2 separate regions of the Mus musculus genome follow, and region 2 is linked to region 1. The links are chromatin contacts, called in public Hi-C maps. All regions are on one chromosome and are shown on one strand. Each heading gives the region's core, a stretch centred on a gene start, on an enhancer-like site or on the middle of the called end of the contact. The rest is flanking DNA. Distances are from core to core; before and after follow the strand shown. Region 1 holds the start of Bcl6b (B cell CLL/lymphoma 6, member B). Region 2 holds the start of Rnf227 (ring finger protein 227).

The links. Hi-C and Micro-C count contacts between places; a contact is called where the count stands out from the background.
Region 2: a contact with region 1 is called in a Hi-C map of CD8 T cells, with 5 times the contacts expected there. The contact joins the promoter of Rnf227 here to the promoter of Bcl6b in region 1. A contact is called at or near these places in 2 of 39 promoter capture datasets (cranial neural crest and liver), 1 of 484 Hi-C or Micro-C datasets (CD8 T cells) and 1 of 9 other capture datasets (adipose tissue).

Annotation. Positions count from the first base shown.
Region 1 is chr11:70,226,922-70,231,878 of GRCm38.p6, reverse strand. It overlaps Bcl6b (B cell CLL/lymphoma 6, member B), which reads left to right and starts at 2,081. Exons shown (of 9, transcript NM_007528.3): 1 at 2,081-2,169; 2 at 2,708-2,898; 3 at 3,170-3,391; 4 at 3,498-3,845; 5 at 4,128-4,252; 6 at 4,806-4,957. The coding sequence starts at 2,720.
Region 2 is chr11:69,338,003-69,342,959 of GRCm38.p6, reverse strand. It overlaps Rnf227 (ring finger protein 227), which reads right to left and starts at 2,164. Exons shown (of 2, transcript NR_027827.2): 1 at 1,902-2,164; 2 at 319-1,801.

The sequences.
Region 1 (4,957 bases), core at 832-3,331:
AATACAAAACTTTGCCCCCCCATCAATCAAGCTCTCAGCTACAGAAAGCCTTCAGATCCTCTCCTAGCTTCTGGCTCTGCCACCAACTCAATGTAACTGGGCTCTCTAAAAAGCCCCAAGTTGACCTTTATGTCCCCAAACAATCTCATCCAAACCTTGAAACAGCACTTGGAAAGAGACTATGTCCCCCAAATTAGTTGCGTACTCATGCTCCCCCAGTAGACCAGAAATTAGAGATGGACAGTCTCACATGGGAGCATCAAATCCCTCCAAACCCCCGAACTAAGACATCTTTAAAACCAGCCCCGCACCTCCAATTTGCTATCAGCTGTCGAGACTAAAAACAGGCCTTATTGACTACAATAACTTCTATGGCAAGTGACACCCCAAAACTCAGAATAGCTAACTCTGTCCTGACATCAAAGCCCTTAATGTTTTCACCTCAAATTTGGAGATGAAAATTGGATAGAGACCAAATAATCTTCACAAAGTAAAGCCACATCGTCATCCAGGGTCCCTAGCTATCCCCAACCCCCAGTTGGTTTGCAGTTTTGTTTGCTACGTTTGCTTAAAAAAAAAAAAAATCAAAACCAATAAAACAAACAAAATGTACTCCACCCCCAAGAACAGAAGGGAGAGGCCTCAGGCCTAGATATGCTGGTCCATTCTTGCACAACTGCTATGCTCCAAACCCCAAACTCAAAGAGCTCCTGCTTTGTACCTGGGTTCAGCTCTGCCCCTCTTCTTCAAAGGAAACTTGTCCTTCTATCCCAAGGCTCCCCAAACAAAATCTAAGGGTGTGGTCCCTGCCTAGCTTCTGAATGAAGTACTTAGCTACCAGGTTCCTCCTGCCCTTTCTCCTCTGTCCTCTCTGTTTACTCCGACCAATGCTCATATTAATGTTCATTGAAAATTCCTGTCTACAAACATCTGGGTAGAAGGGTCTATCAAATTAGAAAACAAAACAACTGTGTTCCCAGGCTCAAGACCCCATCTCATCCTAACCACTATGTTCATTCCAAAGCCTTCCATAAGAGTTCTAGCCTGAATTTCCTGCGGAGACCCTAACTCTTCTGTCTTCGATCTACTGCCCCACAAAGAGACAGAGGTGCAGAGGAAACTATCAGAAAGAGAAGGCAGCTGAAAGTTTCCTGTAGCCTGGACCGAATGCATCCAGCTCACTGGTCTGAGCACATCACCAGCCAGGAGACCTAGGGGCGAAGCGAGGCTGGTGCTCGACCGCCCTCTCGTGGAAGGATGCAGACATTGCCGAGCTTTGCCTACTTGCCGCGCTGGACCCCGGCGTCCCGCCAGACTCTAAGCGCAGCCGACGGGCGGGTGCTCGAAGCCCTAGTAAGCTAGGACTGATGGAGAGCGTCAGGGCTTTAGGCGGGAGTCTGTATCTCTGGATCCCTATAAGGGTTGAGAAGAGAGTCGAGAGTAGGAGGCCGGACGCCTAGGTCTCCCGAGCGTCTCTCGGTCCCCACCCGGGGTTTTCCCCACCTCCTCGAGGGGAAGCAGCTGCAGGAGCCGTCCGGTCTCAGGACAATGGAAGGAAACGAACTAGAAATCATATCCGCCCTCTCCTTACCCCGCCTGGTCAGAGCTCCACCTCCCCCTTTTCTGGACCTTGCCTGTCAATCACTCCTCCTTCTCCCACTATCTGAGATCCACTGGAGTCCACTAATGCCTCCCCAAACCCGATACCACTTGGACTGTCTATTTTCTTCCTGAGTCCAATACATTAGAAAGAGGAGTTTTAGGATATTTCCTTTCTCCCTCAACTGGCTGTTGGCACACGCCTCCAAAACCCAACACTCCAATACTCGCTGTCCCAGCTCCTTCGACGACATAAGCCTCCCATATTACCACCCTCCGCACCACTAACCTCCCCAATTCTAATATCCTCATCCTCGGGTGCTTATTTAATGAACCAAAGCCATCCACGATACGACCACCCCGAGATTCTGAGATACAGTTTGAAACGGAGACCCCGCCCCGGGCTCACCATCTGGAGAGCCTCAGAGGAAGGAAGGATACAGACTCACGGGTTCACCCCACCTCCACCCCCGCCCCCGCCATCCCGGCTGAATAAAGGAGCAGAGACCGAAAGAGGAGAGAGACCCCGCCCCCCTCGAGAAGAGAAGCCGCAGCCCCTGCGGGACAGGGGTAAGAACCAAACCCTGAGGGTATCAGATTTCTGAGTCTCCAAAGAGGGCTTGGGGTTAGTTGATAGTAATAAGACCTGAACCCCAGGAACTGTGCTAAGAAGAGATGGAAAGTATTGGGTCTAGCGATAGGAGTCGCGTAGATGGGTGTGGGCTGCAGATCATATTTGGTCCCCCAGGTAAAGTCTGGTACCTGTGACCCAGGCGCCCGGGGAGCAGAGGAAAGGAAGGTAGTGGATGAGGTAACTAGAGTCGAACCAACGCACGGCGCGCGGGAGTGCGGGATTCCTCACGCTCGCCCTCCAAGCGGTGGAACGAGAGTTTCTAACTTGCTCCAAGATCTCCGCGATCCAGCAAAGGGAAGGAAGGAAGCAACCGTTTAGGGCAGAATGAACGAGAGGAATTAAGTGGTGATGCTGAGTCCGCTATCTGATGGCGTTGGTTGGCTCTAGGGGTATCCCAGGTAGAAAACATCAGAGAAGAAAGGAATCTGTTTTAGTAATGCCTAGATCCTCTAACTTTTTCGGTGGCTGTCGCAGGCTTAGGTCGCTATGGGTTCCACAGCGGCCCCAGAGGGAGCTCTGGGCTACGTCCGAGAGTTCACCCGCCACTCCTCCGACGTGCTTAGCAATCTGAATGAGCTGCGCCTGCGCGGGATCCTCACTGACGTCACGCTGCTGGTTGGCGGGCAACCCCTAAGAGCGCACAAGGCAGTTCTTATCGCTTGCAGGTTCGAGGGGGTAGGGCACCTGGGGACTAACTGGGGAAAAAACAGAGTAACATGGCTGTTGAGAGGTAATCCAAAGCATGAGGGAAGCTGGGAATAATGGTCCACACCGGCAATCCCAGAACTGGAGAGTAAGAAGGGGGGAGGAAGGAAGAAGGGAGGGGGAAGCTTGGGAGAGCATCCAAAAATTGAGGCAGCAGTGCTAGTGGGGAGGCAAGACTCTCCTTTGGTCTCCCGGCTCCTAACATGACCAACCCATCTGCCCTCTCTCCAGTGGCTTCTTCTATTCAATTTTCCGGGGCCGAGCGGGACTCGGGGTGGATGTACTCTCTCTGCCGGGGGGGCCAGAAGCCAGAGGCTTTGCTCCTCTTCTGGACTTCATGTATACTTCAAGGCTTCGCCTCTCTCCAGCCACTGCCCCAGCTGTCCTCGCAGCTGCCACCTATTTGCAGATGGAACACGTAGTCCAGGCGTGTCACCGTTTCATCCAAGCCAGGTAAAGGAACCATGGATTTGTATTCTCCCTAGCAGAACTAGTGCCGGGAATAAGGGCAAAGGCAACGACTAGGAGACGGTGTTAATGATCATCCTACTTTTTCTAGCTATGAACCTCTAGGCATCTCCTTGCGACCTGTGGAGGTAGAACCCCCAAGACCCCCAACAGTCGCTCCACCAGGCAGTCCCAGGCGCTCAGAAGGACACCCAGACCCACCTACTGAGTCTCGAAGCTGCAGTCAAGGTTCCCCAAGTCCAGCCAGCCCAGACCCCAAGGCCTGCAACTGGAAAAAATACAAATTTATTGTGCTAAATTCTCAGACCTCACAAGCAGGAAGCCTGGTTGGGGAGAGTTCAGGTCAACCTTGTCCCCAGGCCAGGCTCCCTAGTGGAGATGAAGCCTGTAGCAGCAGCAGCAGCAGTGAAGAAGGAACCACGCCTGGTCTCCAAAGCAGGTATAGAATCTATAACTCCCAAGAGTTTTAGAGTCTGGTCCACTCTAGGAGGCAGAGCCATTGAGTAGGCCATTGTGGCACCCTCTGAACCAGGTTTCAGGGATACTAACCCAGCTTAGGGAGTTGGCCAAAGGCCAAAGGTGGGACTTAATGATCAATATTGGCTCACTTCCAGAAGACAGGCCTTGAAGTCTGTATATTCCAGAAAAGGGGCAGGGCGGGGGGAGCCAGTGCCCCACCCCCAATCCCTAACCTTTTCTATGGCTCTTAACTTCTGCCTAGACTATCTCTAGCTACTACCACTGCACGATTCAAGTGTGGAGCTCTAGCAAATAACTCCTACCTCTTCACACCCCGGGCTCAAGAGACTTCTCTGCCAGCTTCTAAGCAGGCTAATCCACCGCCAGGTAAGAGGCTTTCTCTTCTGGCTTCTCTCCTGTAGCTGATCCAGGTCGATTTGGACCAAAAAGACCTCAGAATAGACCTATTGAATAGTCCCAAACTTGACTGCATTGGACCCCCTCTGGGTAACGTTCACCCCAGCAGTCAGAATGTCTGAGGGTGAGGACCAATCATAAATATTTTTAAGCTCTCTATGTACTTCCAAAAAGCAGCACAGTTTGGGAATTTCTGGCCCACCCAATCCAAGACTGAACGATCTGCCCAGAGTTTGGCAGGGCCTCTCTGGCAAGCCAGAAGGAGGCAAGAAAGGAAAGAAACAGAAAGCTCCACCCACTCCACACACTGTCAGCACCATTGAAATTAGCAGCATGCTACTAAATCAGTCGTATCTTACTGACTGACTGGCCACGAACAAGCCAAGTGACCGCCAGTAGCCTCCACAATAATTTAGGGGTTAAAAGGGCCAGCAGACCCTACTAGTGTACTGTTGTAGATTTATGGGTACCTGGGGGGAGTCCTCAGTAAATAACTAAGATTGTCATTGTTCCCTACCCTTAGGAAGTGAGTTTTTCAGCTGCCAGAACTGTGAGGCTGTGGCTGGGTGCTCATCGGGGCTGGAGCTCTTAGCTCCAGGGGACGAGGACAAGCCCTATAAATGCCAGCTGTGCCGATCTGCCTTCCGTTATAAGGGCAACTTGGCTAGTCACCGC
Region 2 (4,957 bases), core at 915-3,414, 890 kb after region 1:
TTTTATCTCTTGAATCATTCACCAGAATAAGACCTTTTTCCAGTATTAAGCACAGGATGAGCTCAGCACAGAGCTGGTGAGTGGTAGGATCCTTGAGGTCCCAAAGGCAGGTGCCAAGAGCAGAGGGAGCCGCCTGCCTGACACTGAAAGCCACCTCCCCAGAGTCAGCAGAGGTCACCACAGCACCACAGCTCCACTGTGGAGCAGACACCTTGTTTTATTTTGTTTTAAAGAACTGGGATGACTGTGGTGTCCCTGAACTGTTGGACAGAACTCCGTCTTAGTCAATAACGTTATTCAATAACAGTCTTTCACAGATTGAATGAGCCCAGATACTTTATTCTAGAGACTATTACATTCAAAATAAATTCAGCAAACATTTTTTTTTGAATACATATAACATTAACACTGCTATCGGCTCTGGAGATAGTCACTTGAAATTTATACTCTAGAAATACTCAAAACATAAAATAGCAGAAAATAAACATAGCATTCCCTTTGGCAACACGTATAGAGAAAACATACACATTCCCACAGATGCATGCTGGCCTCCAAAAGGGGAGATTTCAGCTGGAACCGAAGGACAGGAAAAAGACAAAACATTTTACAAATGGAGGTTTATACCCTAGAACTACATACATTATTTGTCATTAAAAACAAAATCTTGAAGACCTCTGAAAACTGAGGCCTTGTAAATTCACATTTGTAGCTCAGAAAAATTTTTCTCAAAAGAATGTCACTTTGGCACTTTAATGCGTCACTAGTGTTTTAAATGTTCCACCTACAGCTGATGATGCCATCTCAGAGTGACTAAGAGCTAAACCAGTGATTCTTAACTTACATACACATACCTGGGATTCTAAAACTACCGGGGAATGTGGACTGGGGTCCTGAAATTCTGCATTTCTAGCAAGCTGTGAGACCAACCAACACTGCTGGTCTTGATTTTAAGTCTACAGTAAGATATTTACAGGACTTTAGAATAGAACTAACTACATACAGTAAACAATGTCCCATTATGGGACACAAATTAAAATTATGTGAGCATCTTTTTTTTTCTTTTCCCCAGTATTGCTACAGAGTCAGTAAAGATAACAAAGGCCTAAATTTTGCTTCCTTTATCAAATGGCTCACCCATCTTTGATAAGCCTTTAATAAGGCCTCATGTAAATAAATGCCCCTTGGATGTTTTCATACCTGCCCTATCCAGCTGAAGGGAGGTTGTATATGCAAGATTCCCAATCATAAGCAGGGAGTCAACTCAGTAATTGCTGGAGCACGGTAACAAGAGTGGGAAGATGGCATGCCAGCAAACACAACCAGATAAGTGAGATTGACATGACATATAAATTAGCTTATCCCCTGTCCTGTCCTTTTTTCCACAGTACACATTGTCAACCACAGACCACTGCTAAAATTGGATCCTTTGCTTACACCACAGACTCTGAACAAACGCCAAAGCTTTGTTATTTTTTTTTTCTTCCTACATTATGGTAGGCTTTGTTTCTATTATCCCTTGGCCACTCCATCCTGAAAATATAATGCTGGCACAGTCTAGGAGCCTTCGCCGCTCAGAATCCACACCATCTAGGGTCCTTTCTGTTGAGCTCCATCTCCATCACGCATGTACCAATTCCAGCATCAGCCTTGATTTCCAGGTAGTCTTGACATCAACCTTTTGTGTCAGAGCACGCCTGAGGATGCTGCTCCCACCTGCTTTCTGCCATAGCTCTGGGGTTCCTTGGTTACAGCGTACAACGGGTCATGTGGGCAATGTCCTTGACCTCTGGACAGTAGAGCACTGGAGGAAAGAAGAAGGGTTAGTGGCAACAGGAGGATGCAACTTGACCCAGCATTCTTCGGTGCAATGTACCCAGTATCCTCCCTAGGCCGCCCCTCACCATTGCTAGGCAACGGACGCCGCAAGCGGCGTGCCGGCGCCAGGACCCTGTCCAAAATTCGGCGAAGCGCGCGCCAACCCGCACTTGGAGGTCCCGCCCCCTTCTCGCTCTCCGCTTCCCCGTCGTCGTCCTCTCCATCCTCTCCGCTGTCTTTGGCCGGGCTCCCCATCGGGTCTCCTTCACGCTCAGCCCGGGCTTTTTCCTCCAGCCGTGACCACAAGACAGGGTCTAGCGCGATCTCCGTGACGCCGCCGCGCGGGAGCGGGGAAGGCGCGCGGCAGAACGGGCACGTGACAGCGCGGCGCAGGCGCACCACGCGCGCGGCCGTGCGGCTGCCGTCGCCCCGCGCTGCCAGCTCGCGCAGGCAAGCTGTGCACAGCGTGTGGCCGCAGCGGGCGCGCGCCGTGCCAGGCAGGCGGCGGGGCGCACGGGCCCCGAGGTTGTAGGGTCGGAAACAGATGTTGCAGTCCAGCTCACCCAGCTCGGGAAGAGAGGGCACTCTCATCAAGAGCTGCATCGTGGTCACCGTGGCCCGAGGGCTTCGATCTCTAGGCGGCTAGGATACAGAACGAATGAGCCCTCCTTGGGCCAGGGCAGGGGCCTGGGGCCCGCGCCGCCGCCTCTGTCCCCTTTTAATAGTGAGGCCCCGCCCTCGAGGCGTCACGCGCAGATGGGCCGCTCCCTTCCGAGGCACGCGTTGGGGCGGCAGAGGCGCGAGGCTGGACTTGCGAGTGGGGATGCAGCGGGCTGAATGCCCAGGACAATGCCAGAATTACCCGAGGGAAGAGGGGGGCACGCTCCACCCACAGCCTCCATGGCGGACTCCTCACCCCCAGCAAAACACTAGCGCTGTCACTTAAACCTACCTGATGCAGGTGTCCAGGTCTCCTCTTGCACACAGTCACTAGCACAAGTCTATATGGCCCTGTTGGCCTATTTGTCACATGTTCATACTCTTTCACAATCCCCTCCTGCCCTTCCCCTCACAAACAGGCAACATATGCCAGGTTTACTGTTGGTTCTGCCCAGTTTTAATTGGTCTTCTGGATGTTTGGATTGTGCCCAGCCATAATTCACTCTGCCCTCGCCTCTCCTTTTTATACATGGCCTCTTGGGTTCTTTGGAAGGCTGGCTCCCTCAAATTCCTCCCCCTACCCCCTCTGAGAGTTTGAGTCCAGCTAACACCTCAGCACAAGGAGGGACCTAGATTCCAGGAGCATGGCCTTAGGAATGCTGGGAATCTTTTCCTTCCGGAGTATCCAGACTTGGACACCCACACAGCATGATGGTGGAAACGAAGCAGCTCTGCGTGACTTCTGACTCAGGGGTCTGACTTCTCCCACAGGTAAACAGGACGTGGTACTCACAGCCCACATTCCCTCACGGTGTGGCACCCACACCCAAGCTGCCTCCTCAGCCTCTCGAACCCAGGCTCTGTTGCGGAGGATAATAACACAGTCTTGACACAGCTGGCTCAAGAACAAATCCTAGTTGTGACACCCACAGACAAGTTACTTCATTTCTCTGGGCCTTGATTTCTTCATCTACAAAGTGTGGGTAATAATAGTAAGGATGGAAAGAGCTTGTGTTTGTAAGGTGCTTTAAATGGTGCCTGATGGTACACAGTAAACATCAGATAAGCAACAGCTGTTATTATCCTTATCATCCCTGGCTCCACGCCGGCTTTGTGTTCTCTGTAACTTCTCTGTACCCAGTATTTCCCATACACCATCTCTTGGTTAATACAAGATGGGTTTCTTTACATGGTATAGCATTTACCGGCCCATCACAGGTAAGATAGAGCTGGTTTTGGTTTTTAACATTAGCATTTTAAAGCTAAAATCTTTGAGGGTAATCTTTGTTTTAGGGACAGGGTCTTACTCTGAAGCCCTGGCTGGGCTGAAACTTTTCATATAGTTCTGGATGACTTCAAACTCACAAGAAATCTGCCTGCCTCTGCCTCCTGAGTGCCGGCATTAAAGGCTATTGTTACCATGCCTAACAACAGTAATCTTTTGCCCAGTCTAAGTTGGAACCTACTATGTAGCCTAGGCTGGTCTCAGAATCAGGGCAGTCCTCCTACCGCAGCTTCCAGAGCACCAGGATTATGGTTTCTGGAAAATAATCTTCTTGGTGAGATTTACCTAAGATTTGTTTTATTTTTAGTGATGTATGTTTGTGGGTCTGTGTGGGTGTGTGCCCATGAGTTCGGGAACCCCTGGAATCCAAGTAGCTGTCCCATCTCCTGGAGCTGGAGTCGAATGTGGTTGTGAACTGCCCAGCATGGGTTCTGGCAACAAAGCTGCGTCCTCTATAAATAAAGAGCAGACTGGGGGCCTCATGTAACTCAGGCTGGCTTGGGACTCTACACGTTCCAAATGACCTTCGACTTCTGATCTTTCTTGTTCTGCCTCCCAAGTGCTGGGACTACAGGTGTGTGCCTTCATGGCCTGCTTTGGTTTATCATGGTTTTTAAGCAGACATTAAAATTTTAGGAGTTTGATGGCTTTCATGGTCACTTGGGAGAACTTACTCACTTATTCCAATGACACTGTCATAATTCACACCTTTTGTAGAACTTTTCTTTGGGAAGGTGTGCCTCACATTTTTAAATATCTTCAGGGGGCTGGCAAGGTGACTCTGTGCTTAAGAACACCTGCTGCTCTTTCAGATGACCCGAGTTCAGTTCCCAGCACCTGTGTTGGGCAGCTCACGACTGCCTGTACCTCCAGCTTTAGATCTGAATCTTTTCTAGACTCCATGAGCACCTCCATACACATATGCATAAAACCATCTTCAATTGATGGTAAGTCTTCATCTTTGTTGTCTATACAACATCTATGTGTGTACATGCATGTGGATTCTTTTGTGTGGTTCATGCTATGGCACATGTGTCAAAATCAGAGGATAACCTTAGGCATCCTCACTTTCTCCTTGTTTGGCTTTTCCTGTTGTTGCTAGTGGGTGTTTGTTTGTTTGTGAGGCAGAATCTTACTATGTAGACCTGACTGGCCTCAAATTCAGAGATCTGCTTGCCTCTACCTCAAAGTGCTAGG